Linked DNA regions of Triticum aestivum: region 1 is linked to region 2. The links are chromatin contacts, called in public Hi-C maps. All regions are on one chromosome and are shown on one strand. The core of a region is the stretch at or near the end of the contact, and the rest is flanking DNA. Distances in the headings are between cores, read along the strand shown.

Region 1 (6,785 bases), core at 2,934-5,433, 530 kb after region 2:
CTTTTGACAGTGAAGTACACATGTACACACCAACACCTAGTAGCAATAAGCTATATGTATAAAAAAATGCATACATACGCATCTTTGTGCGAAGCATGCTCACACTTTGAATGTGACCGAGAGCTGGCTTGATGAAACTCTTATCTTCCTAGTGACTGGCATCTTAGCTGATAAAGCTCTCTGATTTACCCCAGGGAAAAAACGAAACTACTGGACGCACGATACTATATGCCCGAGGTAGAGACGATGGACAATCTGATGGGCGGGCTTCGTTTTGTTTACACGCATGGATGGTTTGGATTTGCCAGATCGTGCGAGCATCGGCTGAAAAGGATCGTGTGTATAGCAGCGCTCGGAAAAATAAAATAAAGATCGCACCATACTCACGGTGCACCCGGTACGCGCCCAACAAAAATTGGCCCGAACCACCGGATCGGATGCGCCAGGACGCAGCAGCGCGCGGCGCGACCCCTCGGCGAAAGGGACGCCCCTTTCACGGCGTCGCTCCGTTCCCCGCCACGGCGCGAAGTTACTCCTCGGTTCACGTCAGGTTTGACCGCCAGAAAGCAACCGTGCCGCGCTGCTGGACTAGCGGAGGCCGTGCCCGTGCCTGTGTTCGGTACGCTTTGCAGGCATGCGGCCGCAGGAGCACAGGCAGGCAGCAGCCGAGCCGCGCGCGGAAAGACGGAACTGCCCCTCCCCCACGGGCCCCACCACCCGGACGCGTCCGCTGCCCCACATGGTCACCCTCACATGGCGCGCGCAATGGCCGAACTACCCCCTTCCGTGCCACCGCCCCCGGCCCCATCCCGTCGTCCCACATGGCCTGCGCAATGCCCGAACTGCCCCTCCCCACGCCTTGGCCGCATCTCCCTTGGCGCCAGCGCCTGCCGCTGATGGAAAATTGCCGGGGTGGTGGCCGCCTGCCACATGGCATATGGGCCGGGTCGTGCCACCGAGGCGCTTTCCTACGTGTACTCCTCCCCGCCCCTTTTGCGCCCAGGGGCTCGGGGTTCTCCGGGTCTCGTATCTAGTCCATACGATTTTATTTTATGATTCGATATCTAGTTTCATACAATTTGCAGCGAGGGCCCTGCTTTTCTCCGGATTCGTGGAACCACGCATGGCAATTAGAGTTAATCAAACGTAGTCCTCCCTCTGACTTTTCACAGGGAGGGGCCTGCAGTTCGGCAAATCTGCGAATCTCGCATGTCAATTTCAGTTCTTTTTTTTCAGATAAAGCCCTCTGACCTTTTGCAGAGAGGGGTCTGCGCTTCTTCCAATCTGTGGATCCTCACATACGAGCCTCCTTCAAAAAGTATATACACAGTTCTTTATATTTTCTTAGTTAAATTAAGTCAAAATAGACTCAAATTATGAGGAACCAAAACAAAGGAAGTGCTAACAAGAATTCAACAATCTACGTCCTCTAGCAAACACTTGCAGGAAATGTGAACATATACACAAGATGTAGTGGGGGGCGGTTGATACCCCGGGGATTGGAATCTGGCCAAGAGTGCCAGCATTGCTCGATGACAGCATCCACATTGGCTTGTGCCCAAGTACATGTCCAAATCCCTTCGTCTTCTTTAGCAACAACACTAAGGCACAGCTGCTTGGATATAGATGCACTGTAAACAACAGTTCTGCAAACACATGGCTACCCATGATCAATTTTTTGTTCCCCACAAAAGAAAAACACTATGACCAGGGACTGTCATAACAACAAATATACTTTTAACACTTCTTGTACATAATCTTTGGGTTTTCTTTATTATGAAATAAGGCTGGACGATAAGCGGATCTACTTTAAGTAAGTCGGCGGATCTTTTACTCGATGGGATTGCCGACGCGCATCATCCAACCTTGTTTCATAATACAGAAAACTTTGACGAAGTGAGCACGACGGTGGACCCTACTAGTGATGAAAAGTTCAAGTGGATACTATTTCTCAGCGTAGTTAAATTCAGTAATCGTCTTGTCAGTGTCATAAATTGTGGTTTTATGATCAAGATGTGTGAAGTGATGAAGTAACAACTTAAAAGTTTCGTCGTATAGATTTTACCAAATGTGTATGATCGCTTGTTATATGACAATAATTGAAATATTATGTGGTTAATAACAATCTTTAATTGTCGTATAAATTGTGGGTTTATGATCGAGATGTGTGAAGGGATTCTTGTCTAGGTTCTGTTTTTTTACTAGAGCACGTTTTATAAAATTATACCATAAATTACACGTCTTCTTCGAGGATAAAAGTTGGATGTTTGAATGTCCGATTCAAGGTCTACTGCTTGCCATGAAGCCTTGAGCTGAACAACGATATCGTGGACTCACCTTCTATCGACAGCTCTGCTAAATAACTCACATTTTGGCAATAAGGGCTCTGGAGAAAAACACAAAATTGCAATGTAGCCCTTCTTCCACGATGGGCTTCTGCTTCAAGACACATCCATCGCCTCCGGGGAAGAACCACTTGGGGCGAGAATATCATTGTGCCCCTGCCTCCATCACGAAGTATTGGAGGAAGCAGAGGGTGCAGGATATTGGAGCCGAAGTCGAACTGCCTCCCTATTGGCATCATAGATGGGAAGAATATCATGAGCCAAGGAAGATGAATGTCAGCACTCTGAGCGGCAAGCGGCCGTCCTTCGGCTGGAAAAGCCGGTGGTGGAGCGGTTGAGACCAACAACCAACTGTTGGGAACCGATATTCTCAAAGGAAAAGATTAGATCAACGAGTGTCGTAGCTTGTGCTCGAACACACTGGTAATAAACTCGGGATGGAGCAGTTGTACCTTATGCTTCAAGACCTTCACCGGAGGTAGACCCGACAATACCTAATACCATAAAAGATGGCCAAGCAAGCACGGCCCACCGAAAACCTTCTCGTCGCCATGACAATATAGGGAAAAAGGAGCAACATCTTGTTCGGCTTGATCTAGTGAAGTGCAAGGCTTATTGGGAGAGCCCTCGTCAGATCCGCTCCCCACCAAAAGCCATGGAAGATGAGAAGATCACCGCTCGATATCTGCTCATGCCAGTGGGGAGCTCAAGACCGTCATAGTGTCAAGCTCCATAGTGGCAATACACACCCTAGACCTATTATTCTTAGGGAGAAGCCGCTCTCTCAACTTCAATCCGCGCAACGGAACCACCGGAGGCGAGGAGGGAGAGGAGCTGAGATTACCCAGGCCGCCAGGCAACTCTCAAGGGAAACAAGAGGAGAGAGAAGAAAGTGATGAGATAAAAAGTACCCCTCCCAAAACAATATATGTCTGTATCGTAGTCCTTTTGACGATACTCATGCACACAATGGTCTGGATGACGGAGCTCATCGGACCAGTGGAGGTGTCGGTTCCGATCTTTCCGACGTTCGTTGGGAACGTGCAAAATGCCTCCAAGAGAGCGGGCGTCACTCGCGCCACTCATAATCGCCGCACCGGCCTAGGCGACCGAAGGAAGAAATCCAAAAGGCGAGCGCAGCTCCTACCATCCGGCGTCCACGAACGCGCCTCCTCATCTATCGTGACGTGCGCAATGTTGGTTTTCGAAGTGCCAGTTCCTTACGAGAGGATTTGCCACGAAAGAAATTCCGTAGCGACCGAGTCATGAAAATCACAAACTAATTTTTTTTAGCACACCAAAAAAAAAGCAGAGGCTAATTTTGGCACCCAAATCTTGTGAAATATCAGGCCCCCGCCTGCATCCATTTATTACAACGAGCAAGAAAGAAAGCATAAAAACACAATCACCATAAAAATCTCCATGCAACAACTACGTGGAAAGACCCCCGAGATCACAAAACGATGTTTCTTCCCATGTTTGTTTCGCAAAGCAAACAAGCCAAGAAACACATCGCCACATACCACATTCATCATGTTACTAACCTAGAACAGAGGCTAGTCTAGGAGCAGAGGAGATAATAAGAAAGGAAACAGACGCAGCGAGCGACACGGCGCACGCGAAATCCGAGCGAGTGTCGTGGCCGCAAAGGATCCGCGCCCCCAGGAAAATGCCAAAAACAAAACAACTCCGCCAGGAAGTCGCGTGCGGTTTTGCGCCCGCCCCCCCGCGTCGCCCCCGAAATGGCGGCCGGCTCCCCCCGCCTCCCCGTCCCGTCCCGGAGGCCGCGCCCTACAAAGCCAAAACCCTCGCCCTTCTCCCCCACTCTCGCTCCCCGCTTCTACAGTGGGCAGGCAGACCCTCCTCCTCCCCCCTCCGCCCTCCTCCCCCTCCGCTCCTCATCTCGTCTCCACTTGAGCAGAAGAAGAACGCAGCAGGCGGAAAAAGGAAAAAAATATATAGTTTAGTTTATCCTTTTCGTTTATCCCTTTGATTGACGGATCAAGAACCGGGGAGGGAGATTGGAGGGGGAGGAGGAGGAGGAGCAACCGGGGAGTAAATTCGCAGGGAGAGACGAGGGGTGCGGCGTGGATAGATAGATAGATAGATAGATAAATCAGTTCGCATCGGTTTATTGATTGCTCATTAACCCAGCATTCCTGCCATTCTCGGGAGGAGCCGGCATGGTTCCGTCCGGGTACGACTGCGCCGCCTCCGTGCTGCTCTGCGCCGAGGACAACGCCGCCATCCTCGGCCTCGACGACGACGAGGACGACTGCTCCTGGGCGGCGGCGGCGGCGGGGGCGGGGGCCACCACCCCGCCGCGCGTCGCCGCCGATGCCGCCGCCGCGGCGGAGGGGTTCCTGGTGGACCACCCCGTGCAGTCCGACGAGTGCGTGGCGGCGCTCGTCGCGACGGAGAAGGAGCACATGCCCGCGGACGGGTACCCCCAGATGCTGCAGCGCCGGGCCGGGGCCCTGGATTTGGCCGCCGTCAGGAGGGACGCCGTAGATTGGATTTGGAAGGTGAGACCCCCCGCATCTTGATTTGATTCCAATCGCCGTTTACTCGTGCCGATGGCGCGGCGCCGAGATGTGATGGGCCGGATTCGTGTAAAGATGCCTTTTTTTCACCCGTTCTAGTGGCGATTTCTCGTTGGATTGGTGCTCGATGGTGCCGCCCCGATGCGATAGCTGATTAAATCTGCAAATTCTCTGCTCATAGGTCATTGAGCATTTCAATTTCGCGCCGTTGACTGCGGTCCTGTCTGTCAACTACCTTGATAGGTTCTTCTCCGTCTATCCCCTTCCTGTAAGTCTTATCACCATCGTCATCTCAGTGCCAACTGAAGCAAACCCTGCTAAAAATCCCGTAATCATGGAGGAATTGGTTTCTCATGGCAGGAAGGCAAAGCTTGGGTCACACAGCTCTTGGCAGTGGCTTGCCTGTCCCTCGCTTCGAAGATGGAGGAGACCTATGTGCCGCTCCCTGTCGACCTGCAGGTCAGTGAGTGATGCATCTTATCTTATCACAGACCTCCGCATACACGCATCGTTGAAGGGTTCCGTCTTTCAGTTTCATCTCAATTAATCGACGGTTTTCGCTTGACAGGTGGTTGAGGCAACTTCTGCGTTTGAGGGAAGGACCATAAAAAGGATGGAGCTTTTGGTGCTCAGCACCTTAAAATGGAGGATGCAAGCTGTTACTGCTTGCTCATTTATTGACTACTTCCTGCGCAAATTCAATGATCATGACGCACCCTCCATGCTCGCATTCTCCCGCTCGACCGACCTCATCCTGAGCACCGCTAAAGGTATGAGAGTTAAATCAGACCCCTCTTTTTTAGTATTCATCGATCAATGTAGTAAATCAAATCTCTTTTTTAGTATTCATCGATCAATGTGTTAAACCAGATCTCCTTTTTAGTATTCATCGATCAATGTGTTAAACCAGATCTCATTTTTGGTATGCATTGATCAATGTGTATAATTTGGCGGCGATCAATTCTTAAAGTTTGAGAATTTGGATTGCAGGAGCTGATTTTTTGGTGTTCAGACCTTCAGAGATTGCTGCAAGTGTTGCACTTGCCGCATTTGGGGAGCGCAATACTTCAGTAGTCGAGCGGGCTACAACTACCTGCAAGTACATAAACAAGGTAGTGATCAGCTCAATGTTCTCACTTACTAAACCACTTGCCCCTCACTAAATGGTAACCTGTAAATGCAATGATGCGCTTGAATTGTTACTTCATTTGCCTAAATACCTCTTATGTCTTGTAGGAGCGAGTGTTAAGATGCTACGAACTGATTCAAGACAAGATAGCAATGGGAACCATTGTCCTAAAGTCAGCTGGATCATCAATGTTCTCTGTGCCGCAAAGCCCGATAGGCGTGTTGGATGCTGCTGCATGTCTCAGCCAACAGAGTGATGATACTGCTGTTGGATCTCCAGCAACATGCTACCAAGCCTCTTCGGCAAGCAAAAGGAGGAGAATTGGCAGATGACCGGTCTCATGTCGTGCTGTGCTTCAGGTGTGTTGCTCACCGTTTTGGCCGTTTTGTTGTTTCAAACATCTCAATTCAGTTTGGTCACTCGAGAACTATAGTGTGGTCAAGTAGTTGCTGGAAGGAACAAAAACACCATAGTCAATACTTGACCCATAAAAACAAACAGTTCGCCGCGAGCCTGTTCATGCAATCGACATATGTAAGGGGCATGCTAAGCTGTTAGTGTCCAGAGATGCATGCTAGTGTAGGCAGAGATGGAGCAAGGAAGTTGCATGTTGTAGAGATGAGAGCTCTATTGCCCTGTTTTTGTATTTCGGTTCCATATTCAGTTTCCAATGAACTTTGGGCAAGGGCTGCTCTGATCATTGAGGCGGTGAATGAAAATGATCCTAAAACGGATCGGCTGAGATACAGAACAGTTTATATTTGTTCT
Region 2 (7,269 bases), core at 4,426-6,925:
CACACAAAATTAACAAGCATTTTACTTCGCCATAGCCAAAAAAAAAAACTTTCAACTACCAGTAATCATGGAGAGATAGACATAAGCATTTAAATTGGATGGACTATTCTATTCTGGCCAACTCCAAGTAATAAGGTGATCAGGTGGTCCAGAAAAGAAAGGCTGTCCTGTTGAGGCAACTAGATTTCCTACATGATAATGATATCCCACAATTTGGGGACTAACAATCTTTGTAGTACAAGGCACGAAGAGATAGCTGTCTCTAAGTCCATATTCAGTTAATGGAAAGGGGTTATGCCCAGTTAAAAAAAAAACTCTCTCTAAGTCCTCAGATAGGGCAGAAGAGAGTCATCTTTATTTATTTTTGCTAGAGCCACATAATCATGACAACAAATAAACCAAAGGGGTATTGTGTTGGATACTTTCCAAACAGAAAAACTGCTCCAACAGTCTTACAACTTGGATAGTGTCAAGCAGCCTTTGGACATACTTAGGTAACCTAAAGGGCAAGCTTTTCACGCTTATAGGCCTGACATGTTCTCCTATAAGCTGGTTAATCCTCGCCATAATTTATAGGAAATAACTACTTCCAAGGAAGGATGGCTAAGCGATTGCTTGACTTTAGATGAGCTTGTTTAGAATTTTATTTTGCGTATTCATCTCTAACTGATGACACTTAGATAACTAGGAAACCTGATTCTGAGGAAATAAACTAATCGGAAATGAACATACAGGAATACCACAATCTTAAGGATTGCGCAAGTACCATAGGGTGCTGTTCCTGTGAGCAATTGTTATGGCTAATGTGTGACAAGCCAATGCAAGCAGCACAGCCCAGACAGCTATTGGTAATCAGGAAACACATAATTGTATTCATAGGGAAAGAGTTATAATAATAGGAAAAAAGATGTCACTAATTAGAAAGTTGGAGATCAAGTGTGTTAGTTAAATTGTAAATCCCCAGGCTCCTAACCCCAACCCCTGGACATCAGAAGAATTCTCCCTGTCTCTCACGCCGTAAGCTCATCCGCCTTCCCCCTCCGCCCCCGTCCTTCATCTTGTCCTCCACCGTTCCACTCGCGAGCATCCCCTAGTCGATTTCATTCATCCACTGCTCGTCTCCATCTCTACATCTGCTCCCATGGTTTAACTAAGGTTCACTCAGATCTGGGCGACTAGGGTTCACGCTCTGAGGAAGGATCAGAGGTGACGGCTAATGCTCGTGAGGAGAGTGTAACATGAGGCTATTCCCGTTTCAGTTACATGCAAGATTGGTCTTTAAGAGTGCCGCCGACGGCGCCGGCAACTGTTGGTGATGGTGGATGTAAAGACGGCAAAGACCACTGTGACGGCAGGGATGCATGTCCACAGGGAGCTGGCCGGCGGCAAGATCTGGATGTGCCTCCCTCAAAACTGGGAAGCCACTAGGGTGGTCGTGTGCCTATCCATGGCATGGGTACTGATGCGATAGAGAATGCTCCATTTCAGTGTTCAGTATGCTCTTTCTCTGTAGCATGAGATTATCCCTTGGAGCTAATCAGCCAAATGACGGTGCTAATTCTCCACAGGTTTTTCTATTTGGCCAAGAAATTTCAACCAGGGCATCTCTTTCCTGGGAATATCACCCCTAGCATCCAAATGAAGCCTAAGTGCAGGTCCCATATGAGCAAGCGAGGGCTCGCCCACGCAGCTCATATCGGGCACCACGTGCTCCACATCGCCTCGGCCGTCTGCCCTAGAGATATCTTCAAACACACCGATGTCGGGAAGGCGTTGTGGGCGAAGAGGGACTGTGCCATCTGGCTCCATTACGAGGAGAAACAGACAGACTTGGCGGCTGACGGGGAGTGCATCAGATGGCGCACAGTCGACATGAACATGGTGTCATTCACCGAGACAAAGCGCGCCATATTGGGGCTTGCCCATCTTAAAAAGGCCATCTCCGACCTCAGCAATCGCTGGCAGGAATGGGACGAAGACGAGGTCGCCGGACCGCACACCCCCGTGCGTAGAGGATGAGTTGACTCGTCACATATGCATGTGCACCGTGCACTGCATTCACCATTGTCTTGGTAGGTAGCAACTAGTGCTTCTCCCAAGATGTAGTAAAAAAATGTCGCTAATCAACTTTTCTACCTCCATGTAACCACTTTGTAATGCGATATTATCTCAAATTAGTGTTTTAATCCCTTAAACTGGGCGTGTATTTTGAGTTGATGCAACAACAAAAAAACAGAAAAGAGAAGATATTAAGGCTGCATTATGGCAACTCTGTGTTTGCGCACAGCAGCCGCAGGCACGGCCTCTATATGGATATGAAGCGCGCTTGATATCCCATATGAGACCGGGGATACCGCGACTCTGCTAGAGTTGGTCTAATATTGATTGGGACTATGAAAGATCCACCCTAGTCGTAAAAGATTAAATTCGATAGGGTTGACCAATAGTAAGACCAGAGAAGTGCGTATACCTTCCGAGCACAGCGGTGAGGGTCTTGACGTAGGCGGCCACCATATCTTCCTCGGAGGGCTTGGGGTCGGCGGGGAACTCCATGACAATGAGCCAGTGCTCGTAGTCGCAGCCATCCAGCAGGATGGTCTCCTTGGGTGGCCGGTTGCTCCAGTTCGGGGACGGGTCGTTGAGCGGAGAGTACCCGGGCCTTCCCGGCAGCGCCGTCTTTGCCCCTCGCGACGGCGGCGCCCACGGAGAGGGGTGGGCTGAGGGCGCAGAGGCGGCGGCGCCGGTGAGGAGGAGGAGGCGACGGGGAATCGCGCGGGAGGAGTGGAGGAGCGCCGAGAGCCTCCGGCGTGTGACGGCTACAGCCGCCATGGTTGGGGAATTTGGGAAGAATCGGGCGAGGAGGGTTTGCACTTTTTTTTTAGACAAATGAGGGTTTTGCGCTGGTGCGCGAGACCGACGCGTCTGGTTCGGGCCCAGAGTCCCTAGTGCCTTGTTGGGCTAAATCCATGTGGGTTGGCACGGGGCGTGGCCCAGTCCACGTAGGCCATCCTACCGGGGACTGTTACGCATGTTGAAATTTACGAATCACTAATTAAGGAGTACTATTTGTAAAGGTCACTCCCACCTTCCAACGCTCCGAGAAGTATCACACGGCACGTGCATCATTTGTCGCAACATGAGAATTTCCCCCTTTTCTTCTAGATTCGTTTATTCAAAATGTTTTATCTCTTAAACCGCGCGTCCAAATCTTGAATCATTTTCATCGTTGGATTCCTTACATCGAGATCTTAAAACTAGATCACATGTGATAGGTTTTGACGAATTTTTTTTGCAGGAAAAAATGAATGAACAAGCCCGAACCGGGAGCACTTTTTTCTCTTTTCGAGAGGCATGACTGTGCCTCTCACAGAAGCAAATCCATGCCTCCATGAGAAGTAAATCCGTGTCTCTCGCGAGAGGAAAAACATGCTTTATTTTACCTTTTCCGATGCCTCTTGCGGAAGCAAATCAGTGCCTCCACGAGAATAAGTCCGTGTCTCACGTGGTAAGAAAAAACATGTTTTTTTTCTTTTGCGAAATGCATGGTCGTGCCTCTCGCGTAAGCAAATTCGTGCCTCCACGAGAAGTAAATTACGTGGCTTTTGAGGAAGGAAACAAAGAAAACACATCTTTTTTCTTTTTCGAGAGGTATAGTCATGCATCAATTTTTTTCAAAAACATAAGAAAACCCAAAGGAAAATTGAAAAGCCAAAAAATCTAAAAAAATAATGCAAAGGCAAAAAACGCACACAGAAAAATAGAAAAAATCCGGAGGAAGCGCCCAAATCGCTACACATGGTGGCGGAAGCGAGCACGCCAAGTGGCACGTCTCCCAACCCCCCAACTGTCCCAACTGATCCTTGCGGGAGCTCCCGAAGGAGTACTACTTGATTAGTTACTCTCTGAAATTTGGTTGTTTGGTTTGGATCAGGGCGCGCGAGACATGGTGGCGGATGAGACCAGCTCATGGGAGGCACAACCTCCTTACTTTTCTATTTTTCTTTTCATTTTTTGCCTTCCTTTTTTACTTTTGCTTATACTTCCAAATAGTCTAAATATATATATTACAAAAAACACTTTACATAAAATATTTACAATGTTAATCTAGCATTTGTAAAATATTAAATGTGTTTAGAATTATTATTTTTCATGTATAAAAAAAGTATACAAAATAATACTACGTGTATGAAAAACTTGGTGATGTATTTTAAAAAATTAACCAAGTATTTTAAAAAGCTAATTATCTATTTAAAAATGTTAAATGTGTATAAAAATGTTTTTGATGTATAAAAAAAGTAGAATGTGTATTAAAAAGTTGGAGATAAATAAAAATGTTGATCATGTATCATCAAAATGTTAATAATGTGAAAGAATGTTAACCATGTATAAAAAAATTACTGATATATACTATAAATATACAATGTATATGAAAAACTTGTCATCAATTTTTTTAAATGTGTCGTCTATTTAAAAAGTGTTAACGTGTATAATAAATATCCTGGTTTATACGAAAAATATTGAATGTGCATTAAACACTATGAGCATAAAAGCGTATTTTTAAAAAAATGTTGATCATATATAAAAATGTTAATAATATGTTTAAATTGTATAAAAAAGAGTTTCTGATATATACCAAAATGTACTATGTGTATGAAAGGGTGGTCATCAAGCATAATTTTTAAAATGTTTCAGATGTATACGCAAAGGGTACAAATGTGTATGAAAAATGTAGAGGTGTGTTGAAAAAAAATCTGTGAAAAACGAAGAAACAACAGAAATATGTTAGAAAACAAAGAAAAATTAAAACCCAAAGAAAACTGTAAAACCCATGAGGAAACGAAGAAAAGACCCCAAAGAAATCTGATGAAAACTAAGAAAGAAACAAAAAACAGGATAAATATAAAGAAAAGGAAAAACAATAAACATTGAGAAAAGAACAAAAAAAGGAAAATTCATTAAAAGCTGGAATAAAACGAAGAAAATTGTGAAAAAACCAAAATAACCGAAGAAGAAAAACCCAGCGAAGAAATTGAGAAAACCACTGGAGTGATCAACAGAGGTGGAGGAACCCTGGTGATGCCGGAGTACGGGGCTCTTGCTCCCTCCTCTCTCGCTGTTTCACTTTGCCGACTAAGGTTTCGAGTCACTACGGGGAAGGGGAGGGTTGATGGGAATCTTCAAATGCATCCACTCGTTCTATTGCGCGATTGAGCTTACAAATTCATATGTACCCCCTTCGTCCCATAATATAAGAGCGCTTTTGACACGTGTCAAAAGCACTCTTATATTATGGGATGGATACTACTTAAGTAATGAATCTCTTAAATAAGAAAAGATGCATCAACTTCCACTAAAAAGGTTGACTTTTTTTAAGGAAATGAAAAAAAGGTTGACCTTAAATATGCATCTTGATCTCAAAATTAAAAAATGCATCTCGATGTTCTTGTTTTCTCTTCCAATAATAATTTGCAGGAAAATGTTTTACTAATTTTTTCTAAGAACTGAAAACAGTTTATCTAATTCACATTAGATGTTTTTTAAGGATGTCACAACTAAACTCTCACGAATAACGCAGCAACAAGGGAAAAAAAAGCTGGGACAAAAAAAAATAGACCACAAACATTCGGCCGAGACCCTGGTCAAACCGCCCGTAAAAAAAAAAGACCCTGGTCGAACCGAACCAAGTAGAACGGGCCGTGCGTGCCTGCCCGTCTCACGCTCTCTTCCCCCACCCGACCCGGCGGCGACCCCCATCCCATTCGGCCGACCATGGCGACACGGCCGGAGCTGATGGACGACCTCCTCGGCGAGGTCCTCCTCCGCCTCCCGCCGGACGAGCCCGAGCACCTCTTCCGCGCCGCCATCGTCTGCAAGTCGTGGCTCCGCATCGTCTGCGACCCCGCCTTCCGCCGCCGCTACCGCGCCTTCCACGGAGCCCCTCCCCTCCTCGGCCTCCTCCACCTGCTCCAGGTCCTCCAAGGAAGCCCCGCGCACCGCTTCGCCTCCACCACGTCGATGCCGGACTTCCCCTACCCGGGCTCCGACGGCGAGGGCGAGCACCCCACCCCCCTCGACTGCCGCCACGGCCGCGTGCTCTACCACTTGGTGCAGGGCGACAGCCTGGTTCTCGTCGTCTCAGACCCCGTCACGGGCGACCGGCGCGTTCTGCCCGCGCCGGGCGTCGATTGGTTCATCTGGACCGCCGCGGTGTTCTGCGCCGCCGATGGCTGCCGACATCTCGACTGCCAAGGCGGCCCCTTCCGCGTGGCCTTCCTGGGCACCGGCAACGACGACCGTGTCGTTAAGGCGAACGTGTACTCATCGGTGACAGGTGCGTGGAGTGCGCCAGTATGCCTCGACGATGGCTGTGAAGGCTATGCCCAGCTCAAGCGAGATGACATTGCAAAAAACTTCTACCACCTACCCTATGTCATGCCTCGGCGAGTAGCCGTCATTGGAGATGCAGTCTACTTCACACTTCGGTCGGTTGACAAAATCCTCAAGTACAACTTGCCAAACAAGTGCTTCTCCATGATCAGCCAGCCGCCACACGATTTGGCCCCAATGGCTCTCATGGTGATGGAGGACAGTTCGCTGGGGTTTGCCTGCATCAACAATTCTAGCCTTTGTTTGTGGTCAAGGAAGGTGGATCCAGAAGCGGCTGCAGAATGGGTGCAATGCAGGGTCATCGAGCTGGAGAAAATTATACCAGATGTCGATCTCGATTGGGAACCATTTGTGGTTGGTTCCGCAGAGGGTGTGGGTGTCATCTTCATAAGCACAGATGCTGGCTTAATCGCCACAGAGCTAAAGTCAGGGCGAGTCAGGAAGGTTGACGAGCCGGGAGAGTACTTTAGCGTCCTACCCTACATGAGCTTCTACACTCCAGGTATAGGTGATAGCCCTTGCTTCTTGTCTGTTGACTGTTGTCTTGCATTTTCATTACAGCTTCTGTATGTTTGCTTAATTAGTTGTTTGTTGTTTGTGAATAGTTAGTTAGTCATGATGCAAGTAATATGTGTTAGTTATATGCACATATGGAGCTTGCGAAAGACAATTCTCTGCGCCAGAGAAAACTTAATATATGGCACTGGAAAACATAATGTTGTTTATGTTATGAGATTTGACATGTTAAGGATCATGACCATGCATTGCTCGAATATGCACACAAACATGTTGATCTGAATCCTGTTACCTTGTTTCAGCCTTTCTTATAAAATATATCTGTTACTTTGTGGCTTAGCTGAAGGTTACATCTCAAACTCTCAG

What was found. Hi-C and Micro-C count contacts between places; a contact is called where the count stands out from the background.
Region 1: a Hi-C map of an unstated tissue shows a contact between it and region 2, with 6 times the contacts expected there. The contact joins the promoter of LOC123128441 here to the promoter of LOC123128440 in region 2. A contact is called at or near these places in 2 of 5 Hi-C or Micro-C datasets (leaf and an unstated tissue) and 1 of 1 datasets of contacts at active chromatin or transcription factors (leaf).

Annotation. Positions count from the first base shown.
Region 1 is chr6A:554,029,697-554,036,481 of IWGSC CS RefSeq v2.1, forward strand. LOC123128441 (cyclin-D3-1) reads left to right here and starts at 4,184. Exons shown (of 6, transcript XM_044548441.1): 1 at 4,184-4,870; 2 at 5,070-5,156; 3 at 5,249-5,347; 4 at 5,457-5,658; 5 at 5,879-6,000; 6 at 6,125-6,785. The coding sequence starts at 4,529. The coding sequence ends at 6,349.
Region 2 is chr6A:553,495,878-553,503,146 of IWGSC CS RefSeq v2.1, forward strand. LOC123128440 reads left to right here and starts at 5,676. Exons shown (of 3, transcript XR_006463119.1): 1 at 5,676-6,895. It overlaps LOC123128439 (multiple organellar RNA editing factor 3, mitochondrial), which reads right to left and starts at 2,886. Exons shown (of 4, transcript XM_044548437.1): 1 at 2,471-2,886. The coding sequence starts at 2,829.